2 separate regions of the Canis lupus genome follow, and region 1 is linked to region 2. Evidence: chromatin contacts called from public Hi-C data. All regions are on one chromosome and are shown on one strand. The core of a region is the stretch at or near the end of the contact, and the rest is flanking DNA. Distances in the headings are between cores, read along the strand shown. Region 1 holds the start of MIF4GD (MIF4G domain-containing protein). Region 2 holds the start of CASKIN2 (caskin-2).

The links. Hi-C and Micro-C count contacts between places; a contact is called where the count stands out from the background.
Region 1: a Hi-C map of blood shows a contact between it and region 2, with 3 times the contacts expected there. The contact joins the promoter of MIF4GD here to the promoter of CASKIN2 in region 2. A contact is called at or near these places in 3 of 9 Hi-C or Micro-C datasets (amygdala and blood).

The regions. Positions count from the first base shown.
Region 1 is chr9:6,103,100-6,110,455 of UU_Cfam_GSD_1.0, reverse strand. MIF4GD (MIF4G domain-containing protein) reads right to left here and starts at 6,000. Exons shown (of 7, transcript XM_038546633.1): 1 at 4,713-6,000; 2 at 4,298-4,442; 3 at 2,732-2,863; 4 at 1,794-1,903; 5 at 1,442-1,597; 6 at 1,254-1,346; 7 at 231-734. The coding sequence starts at 2,819. The coding sequence ends at 507. It overlaps SLC25A19 (mitochondrial thiamine pyrophosphate carrier), which reads right to left. Exons shown (of 8, transcript XM_038546623.1): 8 at 4,759-6,297. The coding sequence ends at 6,115. It overlaps MRPS7 (28S ribosomal protein S7, mitochondrial), which reads left to right. Exons shown (of 5, transcript XM_038546631.1): 5 at 1-86.
Region 2 is chr9:5,885,758-5,892,698 of UU_Cfam_GSD_1.0, reverse strand. CASKIN2 (caskin-2) reads right to left here and starts at 3,440. Exons shown (of 21, transcript XM_038546612.1): 1 at 2,855-3,440. It overlaps LLGL2 (LLGL scribble cell polarity complex component 2), which reads left to right and starts at 3,714. Exons shown (of 26, transcript XM_038546594.1): 1 at 3,714-3,854. TSEN54 (tRNA-splicing endonuclease subunit Sen54) reads left to right here. Exons shown (of 11, transcript XM_038546615.1): 8 at 1-428; 9 at 1,073-1,133; 10 at 1,491-1,607; 11 at 2,123-2,631. The coding sequence ends at 2,273.

The DNA of each region.
Region 1 (7,356 bases), core at 4,751-7,250, 220 kb before region 2:
AAATTCTCGCCCTGAACTGGTGTAGCATGTGATATGGAAACTGCCATTTACTAAAATTGACTGGAAATACATTCGTTTCCAAAGTGGTCCTTGTACAAAATGTATAAAAAGCAGCTTCTGGGGTGACTTGTGCTCTGCCCCTCAATATCCCAAAATATCCCACCAGTAGCTCTGGGTACCCATTTTACAAATGGGGAAGCTGAGGCACCAAGCTGGCTCTTGCACTGGTGGTTACACAGTGCAGTGGGTGTTAGAAGCTGCCTTTCTCTGCATGGCCCAGGCTGGAGGTGATGGGGTAGAGGTTGATGGGACGGTGAGGGCAGGTCTGTGTGGTGTCTTCCCCAGTCCCTGAATCCAGGAGAGAAGGTGCTCAGGGCAGGACCACCATGTAAGTGAGGAACTTCTCAGGAGCCACTGAAGGTCTGCAAGGGACAGTCTTTGGGAGAGTCAGGGAGTTGGGTAGGTGAGAGGCCTGTGCTGCTGGTGAGGCAGCCTGAGCTGGAGGCCTAGTCGGAGACCTCACTGTAGTAATACTTGTGGGCAGCCGGGGTCGTCTTCCAGCCAGCTGCCCGAAATTCGATGATTTCAAGCAGCAGCAGCTGGGCCAGGGAGCTGAGGCCGCTGGGGAGCAGGAAGCCGTCCCGGATCAGGACAAAGAGCTCATCCATGCGCTGTCGGTTCATCTTCTCCAGCTGCTCCCCTACCCGGTGCAGCTGCAGCACCAGGCAATCCACCTGCAGGGGGCGGGAGATGTGATCCCCAGGGTGGTGCTAGCCCATCACAGCTGCTGCGCGCAGGCCCCCTACGCCTTCCCTGGTCATGCTCACACCACCTGGTGGGTGTTAGCCACATCTTCCATTAATGGAGACAAGTTCAGGACTCCCGTGAGCTCTCCTGGGCTGGACTGGATGCCAGGCCTGTCTCTAAGCTGCCACTTAACCCAGGCTTTCTGCCCCTCCCCGGCCCTGCCAGACTGCCTTTCTGGGCCATCTGTATCCACAGCTGGATTCCGATCACAGGATGGCTTTCCTACTGGGAAGAAAGCGTCTGAGCCTGAAGGTTTGGCCTGCTCTCTGTTCTGGATAAATTCCAGGTCTGGCAGCTTGTCCTGGAACTGAGACAGGCCTTGAATATCCCCACCAGGCTCCTGCCTTAGGAAGTTGGTGCTCTCGGATGCCTCCACAGACAGTGGGCTGGTATTCTGAGCCGAGCCAGGGCTTGCCCCTCCACAGCTGTCAACCCGGATCACCCACCTCCTCCTCCTTGCTCAGACTGTCGGGCTGGGCCAGCCGGAAGAGGCAGTCGTACACAGGGTTCACCAGGGCCATCATGGGCATGTTGTTCACCTGTAGGGGGAGAGCAGGGGGTGTGCAGAGCCCTGGCTTAGTGGCTGAAGGAGATAGGCTGTCTCTGCTGCACAGGGTGGCTACCAGGGCCTCACCCTCAGGTAGTCAAAGATGTTGCAGATAAAGGTGACATAGCAGACCCAGCCCTGCAGGGACCGGGCTCGCAGCTGCTCCCGAGCCTGGTACTCCTGCTGCAGCCGGTTGAGGAGTCCCCGTCGGAAGACACTCTGGCCTGCTTGCTTGCTCTCAGCCTGTGAGCCAGGGAAAGGAGGGTGAGCCGGAGGCAGTGCCATGGTGGGCCCCCCTCCCAGCTTCAGTGGCTGAGGACCCTCTTGTCTGACTCCACCTCTCAGGGAAGCCGTTTGCTCCTGTCCTGCCAGCAGCCAGACCTGCCCTCTGCTTCAGCCTTTCCCAAAACGTCTCTGCGTTTCTGCAGTCCCAGCCCACCTGAATAATGGCATAGCACATGCGTCCTGCTTCTTTGCTGAACACGCAGTCCTGCAGAGAATGGTCCACGATCACGTTGGCCACCTTTTCCAAGTCCACAGCACCTGGCTCTAGGGCAGAGATAGGTGGGAAGTCTAGAGTTGCTGCTGAATTACTACATTTGTCTCCACGTGCTTCTAGTTTGAGATGTTTTCAAAGGAGCCACCCCCCATGATATGCTTACATTTAAAGAGACCAGAAAACACCAGGAGAAGTAACCACACAGGAGCAGCTGGTGGCTGGGTTATGCCGCTGTTGGAGACTAATCACAGAACGCTAGTTTTCTTAGGGCACACATTCCCTGGCACTAAGATTGCGGAAGGAGCACAGAATAACGATGTGTTTGACAGCAATTTCACAGAAGAAAGTGTTCTTACAACACACACACATGAACCCCTAACAAGAGCGGGCCAGGCAGGGCCTCCCCAGCAGGCTTAGCTTGGCATGTGATGGGCATTACTAATTGTTAGCTGAGTCAAACTTCTGTTCTGAGTGCTGCAGAAGGCACTGGTCCAGGACAATTACTGCCTCTCTTCTGCCAAGCAGAGTGCTCCATCCTCTGTCCCGAGTCAGCCAGCTCTGCACATTCAAGGCCACCTGCTGTGGCAACTTGGAAGCCAGGTCCAATGTAAGCGCTTAGGAGACAAGAACTCCGTTCTCTGTGCTCCATCCCCCTTTCATGGGTCCTTAAACCTTAAAAAATGGCTTTGCTGCCCTAGAGGCGACTCTATGATTCATTCTTTCAATTACTGGCCTCAGTGTAGCTTGTCCTGCCGTCCAAGAGTGACTTTGCTGACTCCTGTTCTCAGAAAGCAAAGGGTTGGATGTTCCCAGGCTCAGACCTCCAGGCCCATCCCACTGGCCCCATCCCTACAGCTCAGGAGGGCTCCCATGCTCACCTTTGAGTGCTGTCTTCAGCAGCTGCTGAGTCTCTGCATCAAAAGACTGGATTTTATACTCCTCTCTACCAGGCTCCCCCATGACCATCCAGCCCCCACAGCTCTTTACAGAGGAGGGACTAATGACAGCACCTGGGAAGGAGAGGGGAAGGGAGAGGCCTCAGGTGTGCAGCGCAGGGCCTGGTTTCTACCTTGCAGGCCCCGGCCAGGGCTAGCCAGGGCTGGCCAGCGCTCGGGACAGGTGCTCCCGGCCAGTCCATTGCCTTGGGTGGTTGGCTGAGGGCCCAGGAAGCTTGACTTCTGGTGGAGACTGGGCACCAGCCAGGCACCTGCTGCTGTTTAGAACTCCTGTAGCTTCTGGGGTTACACAAGAGGTGAAGGTGGACGTGCCTACCCTTCAATTTCCATAGGAGGTAGAGTTATTCTTGATACCCAGGCTGGGGGGAGGTGCACTGCGCTGGGGGTGTTGGTAGGGGGCATATCAGACGGCTCCCTGCCTTTCCGGAAGCCCGCCTGGAAGCTGCTCGCCCAGCGCGACTTCCAGAGAGTGACAGGGCCGAGGGCTCGGGACACGTCCATCCCAGCAGGGTTCCACTCGCCCCGCCCCGACTCATCCCTGGGCTGTAGTCAGAATCCTCAGTCCCAAACCCGGCCGGCAGCCCTCGGCCTGGCCTGTGCGGGCGGGTGCGGGGCTGATCCGCTCCGGTCCGGGCCAACTTCTCCCCGGGACAGACCGGGTAAACTGGCCTCCCGAGCGGCAGAAACCCGACCCTGCCCACTCAGGACTCCACACTCGGGAGCTCCATCCTGGAGCCTTCCTCCTAAAGACGAGGGGAGCCGGTGACGCGTCTCCGGCAGTCCCCGTTGGAGTCCCCTCTCCGGACGCGGTGCCTCCCCCCGAGTCCAAGGACGACCTCGGGCATCTCCAAAGCCGGGCGGCTTCCCCAAGCCCGGAACCCCCTTCCGGGTGGCGCAGCGCAGCCGTCCGGGGTCCCGCGGGCGGGCGAGGCCGTGCGAGCGCCGGGACCCACCTGCCGGGCCGGCGCCGCGCCCGCGGGCCCAGAGGCCGCTCGACGGGCATGGTGCGCGCCCCCGGTCCGCCGCGCTGCAGGGCTGGGGCGGCCGGTCGGGCCTCGCCGCCGCTTAGGTCATTTCCGAGCGCGGCGCGGGGCGGGGCCAGCGCGGGGCGGGGCCAGCGCGGAGGGCGGGGCCGCCCCGCCAGCGCCCCCTGCCGGAGTCCCGGCGACGCTGTCCTCCCCGCGCGTGCTCCCGAGGTCCGGGGGGCGCCGGGAAGGCCCGCGACGCCGCCCGCAGCGAGTCCTCACTCGAGTCGGCCGCGCCGCGCCGGACCCGCTCCTCCGCCCAGAGGAAGCCCTCGGTCGCCGGCGGCGGGGCCCCCTCCCACGCCCGGGGCTCAGGTTAGAACAGGATGGAAAGAGACTGGGCGGGGCGGCGGGAGGACAAGGAGGGCTGGCCCGTCACTTCCACCTTCCGCGCGAGAGAAGGCAATGGGACCCCTAAGGGCTGGATCGTCCCCCCACCCTCTCCTCCAAGTACAAACCGTACTGCTCAGGTTGAAAATCAGCGGACCAGGGCCGCCCGGGTGGCTCAGCGGTTGGGCGCCTGCCTTCAGCCCAGGGTATGATCTTAGGGTCCTGGGATCGGGTCCCGAATTGGGCTCCCTGCGTGGCGCCTGCTTCTCTCTCTGCCTCTTTCATGAGTAAATAAAAATAAAAAATAAAAATAAAAATAAAAAAAAAACATAACGGACCAGCCCCCAAGTAGGATCCCACCCCGCCAGCCTGCCAGCCGGGAGGTGCTGGGAGTGACCGTGAAGTTGGACAGGCCCTGGCTCGGTTGCGCCTGGGGCTGGGGAAGAGGCGCGGGCCCAGCAGCTGAGGGCCATCCCTGAGGTCAGCCCTGGGTGACGAGGGCAACCAGAAGGGGCTGGAGGAGCAGTGCCTCTTCCCATCACACAGACCTGTCCACGGCGGTTAAAAGGGCTGCTTGAGGTGGACACGAGCACATGCAGAGAATAAAGTTTACTTCATTCCACCAAAGTGGAATTTCTTAATACATTCTGGTAGCTGCTTTCCTGCAGCCCCAAACCCTGTGGGTGTTGGAGCACCCCCTACCCACAGCCTGGACCTTCATAATCAGCAGCCAGGAGCAGGGAAGCTTCAGGATTCAGGGTCTCAGATATGTCATAAAGCCCCAGGCCAGAGGCTATGACATCACACAGGCCTGCTCCCACACGGAGGGGAGGGTGAAGTCCTGCAGGGGGCTCTGGCGCTCCTCCATCCTGGCTCCCCTGGTAGAGCAAGCCAGCAGGCCAGGCTTCCCCAGGGGGTGCGGAGTGGGTGGAAAGGGTGGTGGTTGTGTTCTGTACATCTGTCTCCCCCACCGCCTCACTGCAGTTTCTCCTCTGTGCCCAGATGAGTAGCTGTCGTGAGTTCCCGTGCTGACAACCCCCACTCCTGGCACCAACCACCCTCAGCAGGCTGGTTGCCCAGGCCTTTCCTTCTACCACCGCCTTCACAAGGCTGCTTCAGAGCTGGGGCCCCTCTGGGGTGACAGAGGACACACATAGCACCATGCTGAGCCCAGGAGGGGGGACCCTGGGTGGGCAGCTGATGCCAGCTGACCCAGCTGTAAGGCTCCCGCCCCTACTCTGGGGAGAGGAGTGAAAAAGACCACCCCCTTTACCCACAGGTCCTGCCCATGAGCACAGCCCACTTCCTGCCAGCCGCCAGGATGTTTTCCCCAGAGGCCCTCAGCTATGCTCCATCCACCCAGGGGAGGGAGAACAGCCTGAGCCAGACTTCATAGACAGGATGATCTGGGCATCAAGTGACCAGTTCTTCCTCCCAGAGCCAGAAGCAAAGCTGTGTGAGGGATACAAGTGCTTAGAAAAATGGAATCTGAGGAAGGCAAGGGTTCCTTCCTGCATACTTTGTGAGGAGGGATGTGGTGCAGAAGGGAAGATGGAGTGAGATAAGGAAGGTGCTTGTAGCTTCGGGTGTGTTAAATTAGCTGGTGGGGCCATGAGCGCACGTGAGGACCGGGGCCACGCCAAGGGCCCAACCCCAACCCTCAGGCTCCAGCTGAAGTCCCCAGAGCCCGGACAGATGTCTGGGCAGAGGGGCTAAGAAGTGCAGGGTGGCAGCTGCTGCCTCTACTTCAAGCACAAGCCTCACAGAGAAACCAGCTCCAGCGCCCTCTGACTGGCGTGGCTGCGTCCCCACAGATCGAGTCCCGCATTCTCCCCGAGAAAGCCCTTGCCCTTCTAGTGACGGCAGAGCAGGCGCCGGGAGAGGGGAGCGGGTGCGGGCAGCAGCTCTAAGTCTGCCTTCCTTCTGGAGGCAGCCCTGCCTGCCCCGGGGCTAGCTGTCCGCCTTCTTCATGTGGTGGAAGAGGTTACAGAAGAGCTCATACCAGAAGAACACGAAGCCGGTAGCGAGAGCGGCCTTCAGCAGGCTGGGGGACAGGCCCTTGAAGAAGCCCCTAGGGCCTTCCTCCCTCAGCACCTGCCGGGCACAGTCCAGGAGGCCCTTATAGCTGCGGACCTGCCAGGGAAGAGGACAGAAGAGGTGATTAGCAGACGCAGACACACACACACACACACACACACACACACACACACACACACACACACACGCTGGCTCTTCGGTCAGCCCCACACCTGGCACGTCACAGCTCCCGATGAACACCTGCCGGACAAAGCCATGAATGCTGAAAGGCCAGAGGAGTTAACCTTTCCTTTCTCTTCCAGGTGGCCTGGTAATTCATAAGTCTTTTTTTTTTTTTTTTTAATTTATTTATGATAGTCAGGGGGCGGGGGGCAGAGACATAGGCAGAGGGAGAAGCAGGCTCCATGCAGGGAGCCCGACGTGGGATTCGATCCTGGGTCTCCAGGATCGTGCCCTGGGCCAAAGGCAGGCGCTAAACCGCTGCGCCACCCAGGGATCCCTGGCCTGGTAATTCAGACTTAACAGGTGAGGTGCCTGGAAATCAGCACTGGACAGAGCTCCTACTGACTGGGCCTCCTGAGGACCTTTTTCTGGGGCACCTGGGGGGCTTGGTGAAGCGTCTGCCTTTGGCTCAGGTCATGACCCCAGAGTCCTGGGTTCGAGCCCCGCATCGGGCTCCCTGCTCAGCAGGGTGTCTGCTTCTCCCCCTGCCCTTCCCTCTGCTCCTCCTCTCTCAAATAATTTTTTAAAAGATTTTATTTATTTATTCATGAGAGACACACAGAGAGACGCAGAGACACAGGCAGAGAGAGAAAAACAGGCTCCCTGCAGGGAGCCCAGTTTGGGACTCGATCCCAGGACCCCGAGATCATGACCTGTGACGAAGGCAGATGCTCAACCACTGAGCCACCCAGGTGCCCTGAAATAAAAAATCTTTTAAAAAAGGACTCTTTCCCCTATCCCACCTGGTCCCCCCTTGGGCAGTAGATCTGGATCGGACTCCTGTTGGCTTTGGGCCCCAGTCTGTCCTCAGTTAGCCACATGCTGCTGCCAGACTCACATCCCCAAATCTCAACTCCCCTCAAACCTCGCTACCTTCAAATCTCCACTAACCCCCATGATGACAATAACATTATAACAAATCAAGTGGCACCT
Region 2 (6,941 bases), core at 2,191-4,690:
GGGGTGCAGCCCGGAGAGTGGCAAAGTAGAGAACAGGGTCAAGGGGTTTTGTAAGCCACGCTGGAACTTTGAACAGATCTCCTTCCCCAACATGGCTTCAGATAGCCGCCACACCCTTCTGCTTGCCCCAGCCCCAGAGCTGCTCCCAGCCAATGTCGCTGGGCGGGAGACAGATGCTGAATCCTGGTGCCAGAAGCTGAACCAAAGGAAGGAGAAGCTCTCCAGGCGGGAACGGGAGCAACAAGCAGAGGCCCAGCGCTTCCGGGAGGATGTAAATTCAGATCCCGAGGTGCAGTGCTGCTCCAACTGGCAGGAGTACAAGCAGCTGCTGCAGAGGAGGTGTCTGCAGAAGAGCCAGAGCCGCCCCCCACACCTGTGGGAACAACCTGTCAGACCCTTGCTGAGTCCTGGCCAGGCAGACTCCCCAGGTACCCGCCCCCCTCACCCAGCCAAAGCCCCACAGGCTCCTGGCAGCTGAGGAATCAAAAGACTTTGAAAGGGGCATGGATTGGCCATAACCAATTGAGGCTTAAGAAAGATGGGGCAGAGAGAGCTATCCAGGGGAGTGGAACCCATAAGGACAGTCTGTTCTCCTGGAAAGCAGCAAAAGGACCCATGTGGGAAGGCGTGGAAATGGCAAGTCAGTGTCCAGGGAGAGGCGAGGGGGAACGAAACTACAACTACATCCTTAAAATAATAAACAAGATACATGTGGATAGCTCTGCCACCGACTAGCTGTGGTCCCCTGTTCTCGCAGCTCTGTGAGAGGGGAGCAAGAGGTCATCTCCTGGCCAAATCAAAGGAAGGCTTACTGTATGCCCTGTGTGTTTAAGAATGGAACTAATAGGGCAAGATTGGTATTAACAGATTCAGGATTCTTTATAATCCTTATGAGAACACGGGAGATGTCACCATAAGTATACTCCAAATATTGCATGGGACGTACCTATAACTTTTTTTTTAATCTGCTAAGTCTGGCAACCCTAAACTAGATGGCAGGTTCAGAAACATCAGAGGAGTCTGCAGATGGTTGACTTCCCTCCCCAACACCTTATTTTCACTGTCCTTGCAGCCATAGCCCTTCAGCATATCTCTGTGCTGCAGACCACACACCTTGCTGATGGAGGTGCCCGGTGAGTTTCCAGGTAGTGCCTGTCTCCATAGTACCTTGGCTGCCAGCAGTTGGCAGCTGGGACTTGACTCCTGAAGTTGGGCATGAGCTGGGGGATCATTCCAGGGCCCTCAGCCTGGCTGAGTCTCATGTGTCTAGGGGAGAGGGAGGGATGAGAGGCAAGAGGTGGACTAAGCCTGAGGATTCTGAGGTAGGCAGCCAAACCTCCCCCTGCCCAAGTGGCACCTCACAGCAGGACCTCCATCCCTGTGGATGAGGCTGCTTCCTGGAACTGTGGGAGGGAAAGAGCGGGGCATGAAAGAAAAGGGAGAGGAGGAGAAAGATCCCTGTTTCTTAAAGTTTCTTCCTCTGTCCACAGGCTGCTGGAGAAGTCTGGGGGCTTGGAGATCAGCTTTGACATTTATCAGGCCGATGCTGTGGCCACATTCCGAAAGAATAACCCCGGCAAACCCTACGCCCGGATGTGCATTAGTGGGTACGAGACCAGTGACCCTACCCCCAGGCTGCTGCCAGTTCTTTTGTAAACCAAGTGGACCTCTCCTCCCCACCCCTAGCCAGTTTGCCAATCTGAGAGGAACCAGAGGTCCAGAGAGCTGTCATTGATGCAGGCCACACAGCCAGTCAGTACTATAGGAACCAGAGCATACCAAGTCCTAAGCCCTCATTTCTGGCATCTTGCGCAGTCTCTCTCCTGTGCCAATTTACTGCAGGGCTCACCCAGCAGAAGGGTTGGGAATCAGAGGGATTCACAGGCTATGAGTGGTAAGAACCTCACTCTTCCTAGCCCTGGTACTCAACCAAGGCTCTGGTCACTCTTGGAGAACTTACTAGAACCATGCAGTTTGCAGACAGGAGAGTCCAGAGGCCATTTGGGTTCTTGCACTCCCAACTCTTGTCTAATTCCCCCCTCCCTGGTAGCCTGAGAGGGCTGGGGTCTCAGAGCTTATGGGCGGCCTGTGCCTACCTCTCTGTCTAACTTTATCCCTGCAGATTTGATGAGCCAGTTCCAGACCTCTGTACCCTCAAGCGGCTGTCCTACCAGAGTGGGGATGTTCCTCTGATCTTTGCCCTGGTGGATCATGGAGACATCTCCTTCTACAGCTTCAGGGACTTCACGCTGCCCAGAGATCTGGAACACTAATGACACCGCTCTGGCAGGGCATGGGACCTGCTCGGGGGGACCTGGACTGTCTATTCTCAGGGACCATCTCAGCTGCCTCCTATACCCAGACTCACCTGTAGCTTCAGGGGCTAGTCTGGGCCTTGGCCCTGAGTGTCTGATGCTTGCAGGAGAACGAAGCCATGCCCCTCCCCTCCCCCCACCTGGCTTCCATAGTCCCAGGCCTGAGATTGCTGTCTTGCAGTGATACTTTGGAACTCAGGACTAGATTTCAGAGACCCAGCGGGGTGGGGCAGAAGAGAGGACTCTGTGCCTTTAATCGAGAGGGTGCCTGCTTCGTGCGATAAAGCCAAAGCCATTAAAAAATAGATCGCTCTAATGCTGTGGCTGGAGATGGTGCAAAACTCCCCGGCCCTGCCCGAGCCTCAGGCCACCACCCCTCAAGTCCCGATGTCCGTGGAGCAGGCTCCAGGCCCTCACCCCTCCTTTGCCAACCCGCAGACCGTGCTTTCTCTGGTGCGGGAGCTAGGTCCCCGCGAGGGCAAGAACGCGACCCCGCACTTTCCTCAGGCCCTGCGCCCAGGGGACAGGAAATCACAGACCTAATCAGCTTGGCTTTCTCAATGGTCGTCCACGGGGAGGAGGCTGGCGCTCCATCGGGCCTTCCCTGAACTTCCCCGCTTCGGGGTAGAAGGGCGGCGGAGAGGCGCCATGTCGGTGTGGCTTGAACGCTAGCGGCTTCGGAGCGCGCCATTCGCACCCCTGGCCTCCGCGCCTCCTCCGCTCCCGCCTCTCGTCGCTCCACCTCGCTCCGCAGTTGTGCTAAAAACTGGTCACCGTTGTCCTTTGGGGCCTCGGGCGCCTTCTTGACTCCGCAGCAACTCGGCGGACTGGGGTCCGGGCTCGGGGCCCGCCCCGAGGGGAGGCGCCTGGCGGCAACGCCCCCGTCCCCAAGCCACCTCGCCGTGGGGTCCCGAAACCGGGCCCAGTGGCCGCCGGTCACCCGCTCTGATTGGGTTGTGCGTCTTCGGGAAGAGCAGGCCCGGCTACGTCCCTCCCTCGGCCGCTCGGGGCCGGCGGGGGGAGGGACGGCTCCCCTCCGCGGTCCGGCCTGGGAGGCGGGCCAGGCTGCCGCGCGTCCCAGGGACTATTTCCTCCCGGACGCGGCAGGACATTGGGCGCGGCGCGCCGTCCTGAGTCCAGGTGTGCTCAGGTGAGACAGGGGCGGGCCCTAAGCGCCTCGTGCATATTCAGGCGGCGCGGCCCCGCCCCCGCGCTCCCCGGGACCGCGGATTGGCCCGAGAGCGGCCGCCGCCCGCCCCCCGAGGGCGCCCTCGCTGCGCGCCCGCCCCGTCGGCTCCGAGCTGCGGGAGGCGGGGCCAGGCCCGGGGGCGGGGCCGCTGGGGCCCGGGGCTCGGCGAGCCCGTCCGGCTCGCCCTTTATGTAAATAGCGGCGGCTCCGCCCCCTGCTCGCCGCGCCGGAGGTGAGCAGGAAGGAGTCTGCCGCCCAGCAGCCCGTGGCCCGGCTGCGGAGTGAGCGGAGCCGGCGGCGGGGGCCGTGGAACGCCGAGGCCTCGGGCGGGGGCCGGCCTGGGGCTCCAGGTGAGGCGCGGGCCCGGAAACACCGAGCCGGGTCCGCCCCCTCGGAGCGCCCTCCGCTCGGGGCGGGAAGGCGGGAGAGGGCCGGGACCCCTGCTTTCCCCGGGCGGGGCGGGGAGGGCTGTGCCCGGGTCGGCGCGCGCGTCGCCCTGGATCCCGGGGCTCCGTTCGTCCCGGCGAAAGACACCTGTAGGAAGTGCGGCTGGGAACTTTTCCCTGCCTGATCCGTCCGCGTTTACGGAATTCGAGCTCCAGGTTTGCCTAGTACTGTTGGTTTGGGGAAACGGGGAAACAAGTGCCCGGCCTGGCTGAGTGCAGGAGGTCACCGCGGGCGGGGGTGGGATCCCGGGACCTTGGGCCCACGTGCAGGGCGCCTGGCCCGAGTGGCTGGCGACGCGCGGCTCAGGTAGCCGGCTCTCCGCGAGCGGCGGCCGCAGCGCGTTACCTCGCCGGCTTAGAGCCTGCCCCTGCCATCTGGGCCCGCTCCCTGCCGGCCCTTTGTGCCTCCTAATCCCCGGACGCAGGAAGCCCGCGGGAGGGACTTCGGTCTCTGGGCCTTTCTCCGCCTGTGGCGGCCTTGGACACCTTTAAGGGAAGGCATCGAGATCCGGTGTGTTTTCCACGACGCCGGGGGTGGGGTTGCGCTGTGATACGATGGGACTTGGTGAGAAGGGGAAAATATCGTCTTGCTGAACTAAGTGTGCAACGCTTGCTCCTGGTTTGCCCTCGCCGGGCAGTTTGTAGGCGCGCTGAGCTTTAGCTGTGGGGGGACCTGACTGTAACCAGGAGAACCGCGGTGTGGCGGCCTCGGGCTCTCACCTGAGACAAGGTGAACTCTGGGTGAGGGGGCAGGGCTTAGACTCCGTGCCCCTTCCCCTGGGGATCCATGTGCCAGATGCGGGGCGTCTTAATGTGGGCTCTGGGGATCCTCTGCAGAGTTTACAACTCAAAGTCCTCTGTCAGGCTGCAGAGGGGATTGCCAGCTGGGAGCTGAGCTGGGTGGGATGATACTGTTAGGGAGACAAAAGCCCCAGGTGGGAAGAACAGAGCAGCGGTAGGAATAGCTGTGGCCTAGCCCCGGGGGAAGCCAGGGTCAGAAGGGCTTTTGAGGGAGACAGTCTGTGTCTTCCAGAGCTGAAGCATGGGAAGGGTCCCGGGAGAGATGGTCCTACTTGTCTTATGCACCGAGCACTCAGATTTGGTTTTCTTTTTCTTTCTTTTATGATGGGGTTATTTATGGATTTGAGAGAGAGAGAGAGAGAGTGGGCATGAGCAGGAGTGGGAGGGGCAGAGGAAGAGAAATCCTCAAGCAGACTCACTGCTGGGTGCAGAGCCTGACCCTGAGCTCCATCCTAGGACCCTGAGATCATGACCTGAGCCAAAATCAAGTGTCTGACGCTCAACCGACTGAGTCACTCAGGCACCCCAGATTTGGTTTTCTTCTTTTTTTAAAATGTTATTTATTTATTCATGAGAGACACACAGAGAAAGGCAGAGAAGCAGGTGCCTCACGAGGAGCCCAATGTGGGACTCCATCCCAGGACCCCGGGATCACGACCTGAGCCAAAGGCAGATGCTCAACCACTGAGCCATCCAGGCATCCCATGAGCCACCCAGGTATCCCCAGATTTGGTGTTCTTAAGTGGTCTGCCCACAGTGTTCACTGGTGGCAGTCAAAAGGCAAACCTAGCTCTGGGGGCTCTGACCGCTACTACTCCTCTTCTCCAAAGTTAGAGGTCAATCTCTGCGGGGCCCACTGGACAGTGTTTCCAGTGTCTGAGGCCAGTCTCCTATCCCTACTCTTCCTTAAGTCAATGGAGTGCCTCTTTGGTGGCCGAATAATATAATTTTAATTACTTAATAATTTAGCACTTAGCAACTTTTAAAATAGTTTCGTTAAAAGAAGAAGAGGGGGGATGCCTAGGTAGCTCAGCAGTTGGACGTCTCTCTGCCTTTGGCTCAGGGCCTGATCCCGGGTCTGGGGATTGAGTCCCCACATCGGGTTCCCTGTGAGGAGCCTGCTTCTCCCTCTATGTCTCTGCTTCTCCTCTGTGTCTCTCAAAAAAAAGAAGAAGAAGAAGAAGAAGAAAAAGGCCCATAATTCCAACTGACTTGTTGGTTTAGAAAATTAAAAAGGTGATAAGCACCCATAGTGGGGAAAGTGAAATGTTTTAGAAAGTATAGAGGTAAGACTCCCTCTCGCCCCTCAGACTTTTTCCTCAAACATGGTGTTCTTCAGTTTTTTAGTGTCTTTCCAGATATCAGGTGTAGTTTTCAATCATGCCTTGCTGATTTCTTGCTGCATAACCTTGGCTCAGTCACCTAATCATGCGAAGCCTCAGCGAGCCTTGTTGATAGGAGAATGAAAAAATGTCATGAACACGTGTGGCCTGGCATAGAGCAGGCATTGGGGTGGGTGAGCTGCCTAACGTGCTCCATAAAGCATAAAAAGTGTCATTTGTGGGCCCGTGGGCAGACACCTGAATCTTTTGGACATGCTTGCTGGGTCATCAGGGAATTTGGCTTCTTTGTCCAGAAGTTAGCCTAGAGGTCCTGATTTTTGAAAGCCTCTGGAGGTCAGACCTTTTAAAATGTGAATATTGTTCCTTGAAACTAGGGAGGCAGAGGTAGAGGACAGTGGCCTCTTGCAGCCTCACTTTTGTTCCCTTGGCCCTTGGTACTTGCCTTGTTCCTTGGCGGAGCCAGGAGTGAGTCCTGATGGCCAGACCCCAGCTGGGGGCCTTTTCTGGGAAGAAGGGGGTGTACAATCTAATCCGCTCAGCTTTTTGCTCAGCAGAGGGCTTGGCTGTATACATTCTGTACCCTGTTGGGGGTGGAGGGGATCACATTCTTGTGCTGCTCTGCTACCATTAAGGAGCTTTTCTGGGAACTCCATAGTGCTTTCTTTAAACCTTTTTTAGGGAAGAGGTGTCCTCCCCTGACAGGACTTCCTGGACCCAGGCACCTGTGTCCCCTCCCCACCCCCCCCACCCCAGGGAAGTGGTACAAGGAGCTGGAAATTCCAGAGCCTCTACCATCAGTCTGTGACCCCTTGTCTACCCACTGGAGACATTGAGCATCCCGGGCAAG